2 separate regions of the Sus scrofa genome follow, and region 2 is linked to region 1. Evidence: chromatin contacts called from public Hi-C data. All regions are on one chromosome and are shown on one strand. Each heading gives the region's core, a stretch centred on a gene start, on an enhancer-like site or on the middle of the called end of the contact. The rest is flanking DNA. Distances are from core to core; before and after follow the strand shown. Region 1 holds the start of DPF3 (zinc finger protein DPF3). Region 2 holds the start of DCAF4 (DDB1- and CUL4-associated factor 4).

Region 1 (5,011 bases), core at 1,771-4,270:
TGAATTATTGAATGTCCCGCATGGAAAAAGCTAGTATAATGAAAAATAGTCCATACTCAGATGAGGCAGAGCCCTACAGCAGTGTTGCATGAAACCTGGGCTTGTTTCTTCCCAGAGCATAACCTACCACCACTTTATCCCCCAGTCCTAGAGGAAACCTTTGTATGACCAGTTTCTATAGGGGGCGTCCTTGTTGTTGGCTTTTTTTTTTTTTTTTTTTTTTAAGGGAAAGGAGAGAGAGACTCAGAAGGCACGCAGAGAAAATGCTAATGTCGTTCAGCCCCGTTTCATTGTCAGGAGGGACACGTGAGGATAAAAACATAGCTCTCCAAACCTTTCTCCCTGCTCCCCTCCTCCCAGCACCGCCATCTATCCCTTCGGCCTGAAGTGTCTCTGCGCTTTGTTCTAATTTATCCCATGCATAATTTATTCATGTGTGTATTGTTTCCTGATAAGCAACTTTTAAAAACAAATGAAATATACAAGATGATCTATTAAACAAAGTGTTTTTAAAAATAAAGGCCGATGATGTAGATCTCCCGGTAACAACGTGCGTGCCCCTGCGCTAGAACTTTAAAAGCCGTCCAAGGCACAGAAGGCTGGGCTGGTAGGGGTATTGTTTATACCTCCTTATCCCCAGGGAAAGGGGTCAAGATGCAAAAAGGAGCAGCTAATTATAAATGACCACTCAACTCCCACCTAGAAAAAGCAGGCTGGATGTCAAGGGTATGCTAAGATGTAGGTGTGTGTGACGACACAAAATTACAAATACATGGCATTGCAACTGTTTCTAATTATACAAAGTACAAGTGTAATAATTCAGAACTAATTCCAATAACCAGCCTGCTTCTCTCTCCCTTCCCCCACTTCTAACCCCACCCTATACAGATACCCTCCCCAAACATGTAGTCTTCTGCTGTCCAAAAACAAAAAACAAAAAACCGGAGCCGGTAGTAAAGAGCTAAAGAGCGTAGAGATATTGCCCCCGCCAGCGTATAAACGGGCCCAGGGGTAACTAGGGTACTGCTTTCCCAAAAGGAAACAAACCTGGCACACATGTGAAATAGATCCTCTAACTTGAGTTTACCAGGTGGCATCAGCTCGGCTACGCGATTTGGGCTGGAAATGTGAAAACTGCAAATCAGCTGTGGGTTCGGTAAAAACTCACAGCATCAGCGGTGTAGCAGCGCGAGGGACCGGGAGAGAGGATGCGGTGAAGTTACGCCCATTTATTCTGCCATAAAACATTTTCTATCTTGGGTGAAACGCTGTAGCGTTCAAGTGTAGTGTATCAGAGCTTCCAAGCGAGAACTGAAGCCGAGAGCTGCTCTCTAATCAGCCTCAGCTCCCAATGTCCTCTTAGGGTTAATACATATTTATACATTTAAAACTCCAAGATCTGGGACATTCCTAACCTTTTCTCCTACTACCGATAGGAGATAAGCTGGTGCAAACACGTCCCATTCTCCCCGCGAGTTCCTTCGTGTTAAGAACTCCCCTGCCGCCCCCCTCCCCCAGTGCGAACGTGGCTTTCAACTCCAAGAGGAGCCTCGGGTGCGAACGTGGATGCGCTGAGTTGAAAGAACCTAGGTGGGCATCCTCCAGGCACTGGCGAGAGAATTCGCCATGAAATGCCCTCCCCCGCACCTCCCCCTCCCCTTGCCCGCGGCTTCCAGCCTAGCTGCGAAGTCATAATCCCAGGGGTGCAAGCCCCCACCCACGTCGCGCTGCGATCCGGAGGGAGTGCCCCTCTGCCAACATTACTGCCAAGAGCACCCCTTTTAGAGCGACGCTAGTTTTCCGAAGCCACCCCCGGCTCCGCGATCGCTAGCGGACTTGGCGGCTTAACAGTTCCACGGATTGGAAGGAAGGAAGGAAGCCAGGATAAAAAGGAGGGGGAAGGAAGGCGGGCAGGAATTGGCTGTCGGACCTGGGGACTGGCCCCCGCGTGTCCTCGCCCAGCCCGCCCCCCCTCCGTCCCGGATCTGGGCGTCCGTTCAAAGTCTCCCGGCTGTGGCCAGAGGCACCTGCCCCTAGCTCTGGCCGAGAGCAGACGCTACCCGCTCGGGCGGGGAGCCCCAGGCTGCCTCTCGCCAGCCTCGACTATTCACCCAGAGGAGGCAAGAACACCATTCATAAGACCTGCAGCTTCCCAGTCTCCAAATCAACCCCAAGTTAACCCGAGTCGTTAATTTATTACAGGCAGTTCCCCACAAACAACACCCGGAGACACACCGGCGACCGCCCGAAGCGCAGTCAAGCTCTGGGGGCTGCCCCGTCAGGAAAGCCCCGGGCAACCACCTGGGCCCCAGGGCTCCCGGGACCCGGTGCTCCCCCTGCGGTCCTCCCAACTCCGGAAGGTTTGCACAAACTCCCCGCAAGCGATCAGAAGGCGGAGAGCGCCCTGAAAACTCCGGAGCTGCAGCGGTCCGCTCACCCCCGCCGACCTAGCATCGGGGCGGGGGCTGCGGGCTCCAGAAGCACCGGGCTCAGCCAAGTGCACCCAGGCGGCCCCAGCCTGGCTCTCGCCCCCAGCTGAGCCGCCCCCCGCGCCGCGCTCACCGCCCGGAGAAGCTGGGCACTCTGGGGACCGTGCTGTCCCTGAGCTGCCCAGGATCCCCTCGCTGTAGAGCACTCGAGCGCCTGGCTCCCCTGCCAGTAACCCCTCTCCCTCAGTCCGCCAATTTAGAAGAACACAAATGTACCAATTTTCCTCTTCTTAATTGCCTCTCCTGACATTTCTGCGCGCCCGGGTTAAAAAAAAAAAAAAAATGAAGAAGTAAGAGCTGAAAGAAAAGAGAGAAGCCCCACCGCGGCTGTAGGCGCCTGCAAGCGCAGTGCATTGGCAGCGCTCGGCACGCAGAAGGCGCCTTTTTTTTCATATTGAAACCACGAGGAAAATGTACATTTTTTAGTCTTACTTACGCTTTCAGGGGGTTGTGAATGACAGTCGCCATTTTGCTACAATGTAACAGAATATTGTCTGTCTCAGAGTTCTAAAGGTTCGCTCAGGGGAAGCGGCGAGCCAATCAGAGCACGGGATACCGGCCCGCTGGCCAATCGGCGCGGCTGGTCGCCAGGTGGGCGGGGCCTGCACGGTGGTAGTTATTAGGGGAGCTGTCAAAGCCCAGAGGTCACTCCCTTTTGTAGAGCCCGAGAGCAAGCAGGTCTTAAAGGGGCAGTACCGCGCGTAGAGCTCCTTTTCGGATGAGGGAAAGTGGAGACGCACGAGAGTATTCTAGTTTGGTTTGAATCCTTACTTTCTAAACAACTGCAGAGAGTTGCGCTCCTGGACAGAAATATTTAAGTCCTGGACAGAAAATATTTAAGTATTGCAAGCAAACCGTTGAACCCTATTCATTAGCTTTTGGCTTTACTGTTACGTTTTTAATCCCCCAAAGGACAATTCCCCTCGTTCCAGTGCAAAAATTGGAAGGGTGCCGTTTCGTCTAATTACTACACGTGTCCTGCCGCTTACTAATGCTCTGGGTCCTGCGGCTTTTTAATATTCTCATTCCTGAAGTGTTGTCTTTATCTCGGCCACCTTCCTCTGATTTCTTGGAACTGGTGCCGCCGTTCCTGGCGACTCCAGGACAGCAACTCCCCTCCCCCTGGAATGTCTCAATGTCAGGCTCGTTCCCTCCAGCAGCCAGGCTTTCCTTACTTAATACGCGGTGGTCACTCAGGCAATTGCCCACTGCCACCTCCTCTGTCCTCGCACAAACCAGAAACTTCGGAAATTAAATGGTCAGAGAGCTGGAGAGCCAACTGGGGCCTGGCGCTCTGACCTTTAGGCTTAGGGGAGGGGTGGTTTAAGAGAACTTTTGCAAACGCTTTCTGCTCTTCGGAAAGAGTAACGAGACAAAGTTGTGGAACCTAGATGGGTGTTGCCAGAGTCCCTTTCGGGGAGTAGCATACGCGATTCCGGCGTCACCTTTCATTGATTAGATAAAAAGGTGAAAAGAATTTGCTAATGAATAATCAGATGTGACCTGAGGCGTTCAGAGAATGTGTCTGCTTCAAGTCCGTGCGAACTCCTCACTGGCGAAGCCCTGACAAAACTGAGAGACTTCTGTGAAGCCAGGCTTCCACTGAGGAGCCAGGCAGCTCAGGGTGGATGAAATCGCACTAAATCATGAATAGGGGCCTCGTTAGCATACAGAAATCTGGCTACTATCCAAAGTTGTTTAATGAGGTCAAATAGCTAAGATAGTGGGGGAGGGGTGAAAAGGGGGGAGAGGAGATGCCAAATTGCCAGTTCTTCAAAGCTGTGCCCTCTCACTTCCTTGCTCAGCACTCCATCCAAGCAATGAATAAAATAACAAGTTTTTAAGTTCCAGAACTTTCAGAGTGCAACTGCATATACTATCAGAGTCACAGATAAACAGGACTGAATCATGTGTTGGTAAGACTTGAAATTTTTAACCCCCATTTTTGCCTAGTTAATAGCAGAGTCAAGTTCTATAGATTGTTCTGTAACTTCTTTGCACCACATCCTGAAGTTTGAAAAAGTTATCCTCTTTTCTAAAATTAAAGTTTGAAAAAAATCCCTTATTAATGTCAAGGGATTGGTTGAAAAGCTAGTACTTTGCCTGGGATGGGCCTTGTCAACATTAAAAACCGAACACTGTTTTCTGACCCAAGAGGTGTAAGCTTGAAGTATCAGTCAGAACTCCCAACAGCCTCTTGAGATATTAAAAGCATAGCAATTCAGACTGGAAGACAACAGCATGTTTTATTATATGCAGCTTGACAAATAAGCAACAAATATAGTGCCTGCCCTAAAAAAGGCTGACAATAAAAGAGGAAAAACAAATTTATATAATACATTAAAGAAAAAACACTCTAAACATGTATTGTCATTTATTGAGCTAAAGCTGATATAGAAACAAGCATAATTCCTAAATAGCCAGCATACTTGAAAATGATATACCAGATCTTTCTTAAATTTTAATCCAGAATTTAAACATTTAAGTTACATTTTATATGACTGAATTGAAAAACTTATAAA
Region 2 (5,011 bases), core at 1,087-3,586, 34 kb after region 1:
TATTGGGTTTACTTGAAGGAGCACTTTACATTTTGGGAAAATGAGCCTTTTCTGTGGTACAAGTTGTAGATATTTTCTGCCAAATTCGAGTACATCTTTTGACTTTCACTATGAGCTGCCACTCAGAAGCTTGAGCAAGTTAAACTCTCTAACTCAATTCATCAGCAAACTGGTAATATTAATTGTACCTGACTCACAAGAGTGTTGTAATTAAAAGAATGAATATATGGAAAGGGCTTAGAAAATATGCGGGACATGTCAAGGATTATAAAAGTATTGGGTGTTTTTTTAATGTAGTCAAATTTAATGCTGGCTCATTTTAGATGCCATTTCAAACGAAAATTTGTCTTGGTTTCAAATTCTGGAGATGAAATTTTAAAAAGGAATTATTTTTACTTTTGATAATAATATTCACTATTTACACACCAAACCATCCACATAAAAAAGGGTGGAATGCAGACCGAGCAGTGAGGTCCTTTACTGTCACTGCATTAACTCCTCACAACAACCCTTCAATGGGTATTATTATCCTCATTTTACCTAAGAGGAAACTGAGGTGCAAAGAGGCCAAAAATACTTGCCCTAGGCCCAGCTTCCTTTGTGCATTGATTTGCAAATATTCTTAAATCTTTTTTCTTGGTGTGCCTCCTACGGGCCCCAAGGCATATCCTGTGCCTACACCCCAGTTCCCCCAGTGAATATTCAAGAAAGTGTGCAGGTAGGCGGTTTGCCACTCATTCATTCAGCACCACCAAGCCAACTCCTTCTGACTTCCTCTAGCTCTTCAGCAAGGAATCCCAACTGACTCCTCCCACAGAGTTCCTCAGGTCTCCCAGATGGTCCCCAGCTCTGAAAAAAGTCTGGCCCCTCTTTTCCATTCCAGCTGCCACCACTCTGGTTCAGCCCTATCTTTCACAGGGACTGAGGCTGCAATATGCTTCTAAGAAGGCTCAGCTGACTTCCCCAATCTTTCCAGAGTCTTCTCCAGAGCTGCCCAGGTGATTGCCACAAAGCAAAGCTCTAGTCTTATCACTCCCCAACTCTCAAACCTTCAGAGGCTCCCCTCTGCGAGCTCCTTACCCTTGACATTTGACCCAACTTTTCTGCCTGTTTTGCTTCCAAGACTCCCCTCCGGTGCAGTCAAAACGAACGCCTCACTATTCCTTCAACAAGCGTCCAGTCAGCTTGTTTAGCTTAGAATTTCTCTGCTTTCTCTTCCAGGCAGCTCAAGCTTCATGAAACTGTCCTTTATTCTGGCTGTCCTGGCTTCTCATCATCTCTTCCCATTCCACACCCTTTTTTATATAAAATTCTTGAGAGGCGACATTCTACCTTCCTTGTTATTGAATGAAATGCTTTCACACATGGGTACAACTGATAAACCCCACAACCTATTTTCTGATGGATCCCGCCACTCACAGGGGCCTGGGTTAACAGGGCACAAGGTGTGCCAGGCCGGCTCCTGGCGACAACCAAGCCTGGCCCATTTGAACGCAGCTTTCCTCACAAAACTGTCACTTCCCGTCAAATGCCCACCACAGGCTTCCATTTTCCTTTCGGATCTGACCGCTGTCAGCGATTCCGAGAACGAGCACACGCAGAGACCCTTCTGGAAATATTCGTCGTATGAACAAACTGCGCTAGAGAGAATATCACAACGTTTGATCGACTTTCCTTGTTTCAACAGAAGAAATCAAGGCCCAGAAAGGGAAAAGACTCGCCCTAGGTCACAGCAAGAAGGAAACAGAACTAGACCCAGAACCAAGATCTCCTGACTGAAATTCAGGGCACGCTCCTCTGCACCTTGAAGCCACGCAGATCAAGGGTCAGCAGCCTCAGCGACCAGAGGTCATGAACACACACGTCAACACCTGTTCCTTTTTCTCTCACTCACCTCAGAGCCTCCTTCGCCCTCTCCAAAATCCTTCCTCCTCCCTAAGTCTCAGGTTTATAGACAGTGGTCCAGAGCGGCAAGAGGACTTTCCTGAGCTGGATCAACCGGCTTGGACAGAGAAAATACCCGGTGCTGGGCGAGGTACCCACCGCTTCGGAAGAGGCAGCCTCAGAGCGCCCTAGGTTTGAACTCAAGGCTCCCGCGCCCGCGGGTCGGACCCGGCCCCAAAGCACGCCCGGCCCCGCCCCAAACGCGCGAGGTCCCGCCCCAAACGTGCATGGCCCCGCCCCAAAAGCGCCGAGCCCAGTCACGCCTGCCGCCGATTCTCAGCTTCCCAGCCAGGTCTGGGGCGGAGCCGAGGCCTCAATCCCCGCCCCCTCCCTGAGATCCATCCTATTGCCATAGACAGTCAGAAGACGTGTCCAATGAGAAGGAAGGGGCGGCCGCCAAGGCCCTATCCGCTGCGACAACATGAAAACCGACGCAACTAACTGGCGGACGCTACGCCTCGGTCTTTCCGGGTCCTTGCACGCTTAGTCCCCACTTCTGCTGATCCTGGGCCCGAGGGAGAGCCGGAAGGGACCCTCTGATCAAGTAAGTCTGAGCTGACTGGAGTGATCGTTGGCGTTGGTCCGGGGCCAGCTGCTGCTCCCGCGACAGAATTCGGGAGGGATAGGGCGTGGGGGGAAGGCCCGAGAAAGGGGCGGGGAGGAGCAGAGCACGTGGAACGCCGGCCTGACCGTGGCGTGGGTGGGGGGCTGGGCCGGCGAGCTCCCGCCGGGTGGGATTGGTGCGCGCGTGGAGCTCGCTTGCCTTGTGGGAGGGGAACTCTGAGTGTCGCCGCTGGAGTCTGACGTGAAGGAGCGTTTTTCTAAATCCTGAAGTCAACGTGCCACCCAACAACCTGTCAGTGGCTGGGCTGCGGGCGCTTGTTGGCGGTTTACCTGAAAGTTCAGGTTGAGAACTTTTTCAGGCAGGTCAGTATAGCAGCGAACATGGGCGCCTGAGTGCTGGGCTCTGCTGACCGCTTTACAAGCACTAAGCTTTCTATACACCAGCTCTGTGAGGTGGGTGGAAGTACCTTAGACTAAAGAGCCCTAGAGAGGTTGTCACTTATCCGAGGTAACTCACGAACTAATGAGCGGTGGAGCCGCCGGATGAACCCAAGCTTCCCGATTTCACCTCCGCACCGAGCCGCGCTGGTGATCAAGTCTCCCCTTCCATTTTGGCGTTCGCGGTGTCTGGGAAGCCTCCAGTTGACCTCAGAAAACATGACACCCCCTTCCCCTGGACAGGCATGGGACCGTCCCTAGCCCTTTGTCCTGTGCATCAGACAGCAAGAAGGAAAAAAAATGGAGATGACAACTAATAGGAGGAATCAAAATTCCAAAGCCCCAAACTCTAGTTTTAAGTAGCTGGAAATTGTAGTTGAGGTGGTATGTGTGGGTGATGAAGCCCCGAGGCCAGACCAGCAGGGGTGGAATTCCTTTCCCATCAAATACTATGTCTTTCTGGGTCCGGTGCCTAGTCCTCCAATCCTCACTTGTAAGGTAGAGTTTAGAAGTATCAACTCAGGGTGGGCCTAGCAAGCCCCCTGTAAGGGGCCGTTTTATGTTGGGTTTTCCAAATCAGTGGCGTTGGCATTTTCCACGCTACAGTCCAGTAGTGTCTTAATTCATCTGCTGCTAGATATTTAGGATGTTTCTCACTTAGAAATATTACAGAACTGCTGTAGTAAAAATCGGTTTTGTTTTTGAGATATAATTCACATGTGCCAGGAGTTCCCATCGTGGCCCATCGTTAGCGAACCCGACTGGTATCCATGAGGATGCGGGTTTGATCCCTGGCCTCCATCAGTGGGTTGAGGATCCAGCATTGCCGTGAGCTGTAATGTAAGTCTTAGAGGCGGATTGGATCCTGCATTGCTGCGGCTGTGGTGTAGGCTGGCGGCGACAGCTCCAGTTCGACCCCTAGCCTGCGACCTCCATATGCTGTGGGCGCAGCCCCAAAAAGCCCCCCCCAAAAAAATCACCCCTTTACTGTGTGTGTTGGGGGGGCAGGGGGCATGTGTATTCCCAAGGTCATGCGGCCAGCACCACTGTCTTATTCCAGAGCATTTTCATCAACCCAAAAAAAAACCCTGTGGCCCCAGCAGGGACCCGTGTCTATAAGAGGTGATGTTGAGCTCCCACCTAGGGCCCCCGATCACGTTCTCCGTTCTAGAGAGATGGTGAGGCCCAGCTGCTCCGGTGGGGCAGTGGAACCTCGCCCTCTCTCTGAGTTTCAGACCAGCCCTGGTGGGAGCCTGGACAACCCCACCAGGTCCTGGGCACACCCGGCGGACCCAGAGTCGCCTACGCTCTGCAGGCTCGGGCCCCAGCGGCCCCCAGTGAGCAGAGGCAGGAGGGAAGCTGTCTGCCACCTTGCCTGGCGCAGAGCAACCCCCACCTCACGAGCCTTGAGGCACTGGGCCCACAACGGTGTCTTGGGGGAGGAGTAGGAAGCATCTCCTGGAAACTGTAGGCAGCTCAAAGGCGGAGCCTTTTGGAAAGCTGTGCCTAGTCTTTGGTGCAAAGCAAAGCCAACCTTCCAGTGAATGAGCTCCCCAGGAGGCCCTCACAGAGAACCCAGATTTGAAGCAGGGCCTGAAAAGCCGCTCACGAGTTTGCAGAACTTCAGGATTATCCACACGCCACCGTTGAGAGACTTGGCGCCAAAGTAACCGGTGAAAAATGAAGCAGGATGACTCAAAAGCGGAGGCAAGGATAGAGACTCTAAGCAGCTTCTGCCTGAGGTAGAGTCAGCACACTGATCGCTGGACCCATTTACAGAAAACTAACAGTGGATGCTATGCAAACAACTCTCATCTAGAAGAAACTATTGGCGATTTTGGAAAGCATAAAGCAAAGAATATAAAGACTATTTTCAGAATTTATCACTACTGAAATGCTGTTTTACAGCAAAAGCTTTAGCGGTATACACTGCTGCCTACCAAAATGTATAAAATATTGAGAGGATTCAAAGTTTTCGGAAGCTCTATGTATCCACCAGATGATTCATCTCATTTAGGTATTGTAAGAGCAAATTCAGAGTTCCCGTTCAGAGATTACCATCAGT

The links. A called contact is a pair of places that touch in the nucleus more often than the background predicts.
Region 2: a contact with region 1 is called in a Hi-C map of skeletal muscle, with 4 times the contacts expected there. The contact joins the promoter of DCAF4 here to the promoter of DPF3 in region 1. A contact is called at or near these places in 3 of 47 Hi-C or Micro-C datasets (heart right ventricle, liver and skeletal muscle).

Annotation. Positions count from the first base shown.
Region 1 is chr7:96,251,334-96,256,344 of Sscrofa11.1, forward strand. It overlaps DPF3 (zinc finger protein DPF3), which reads right to left and starts at 3,021. Exons shown (of 11, transcript XM_021099467.1): 1 at 2,926-3,021. The coding sequence starts at 2,957. It overlaps LOC110261630 (a long non-coding RNA gene), which reads left to right and starts at 1,505. Exons shown (of 2, transcript XR_002346007.1): 1 at 1,505-1,590; 2 at 2,203-2,772.
Region 2 is chr7:96,286,424-96,291,434 of Sscrofa11.1, forward strand. It overlaps DCAF4 (DDB1- and CUL4-associated factor 4), which reads left to right and starts at 2,337. Exons shown (of 14, transcript XM_001928868.4): 1 at 2,337-2,488.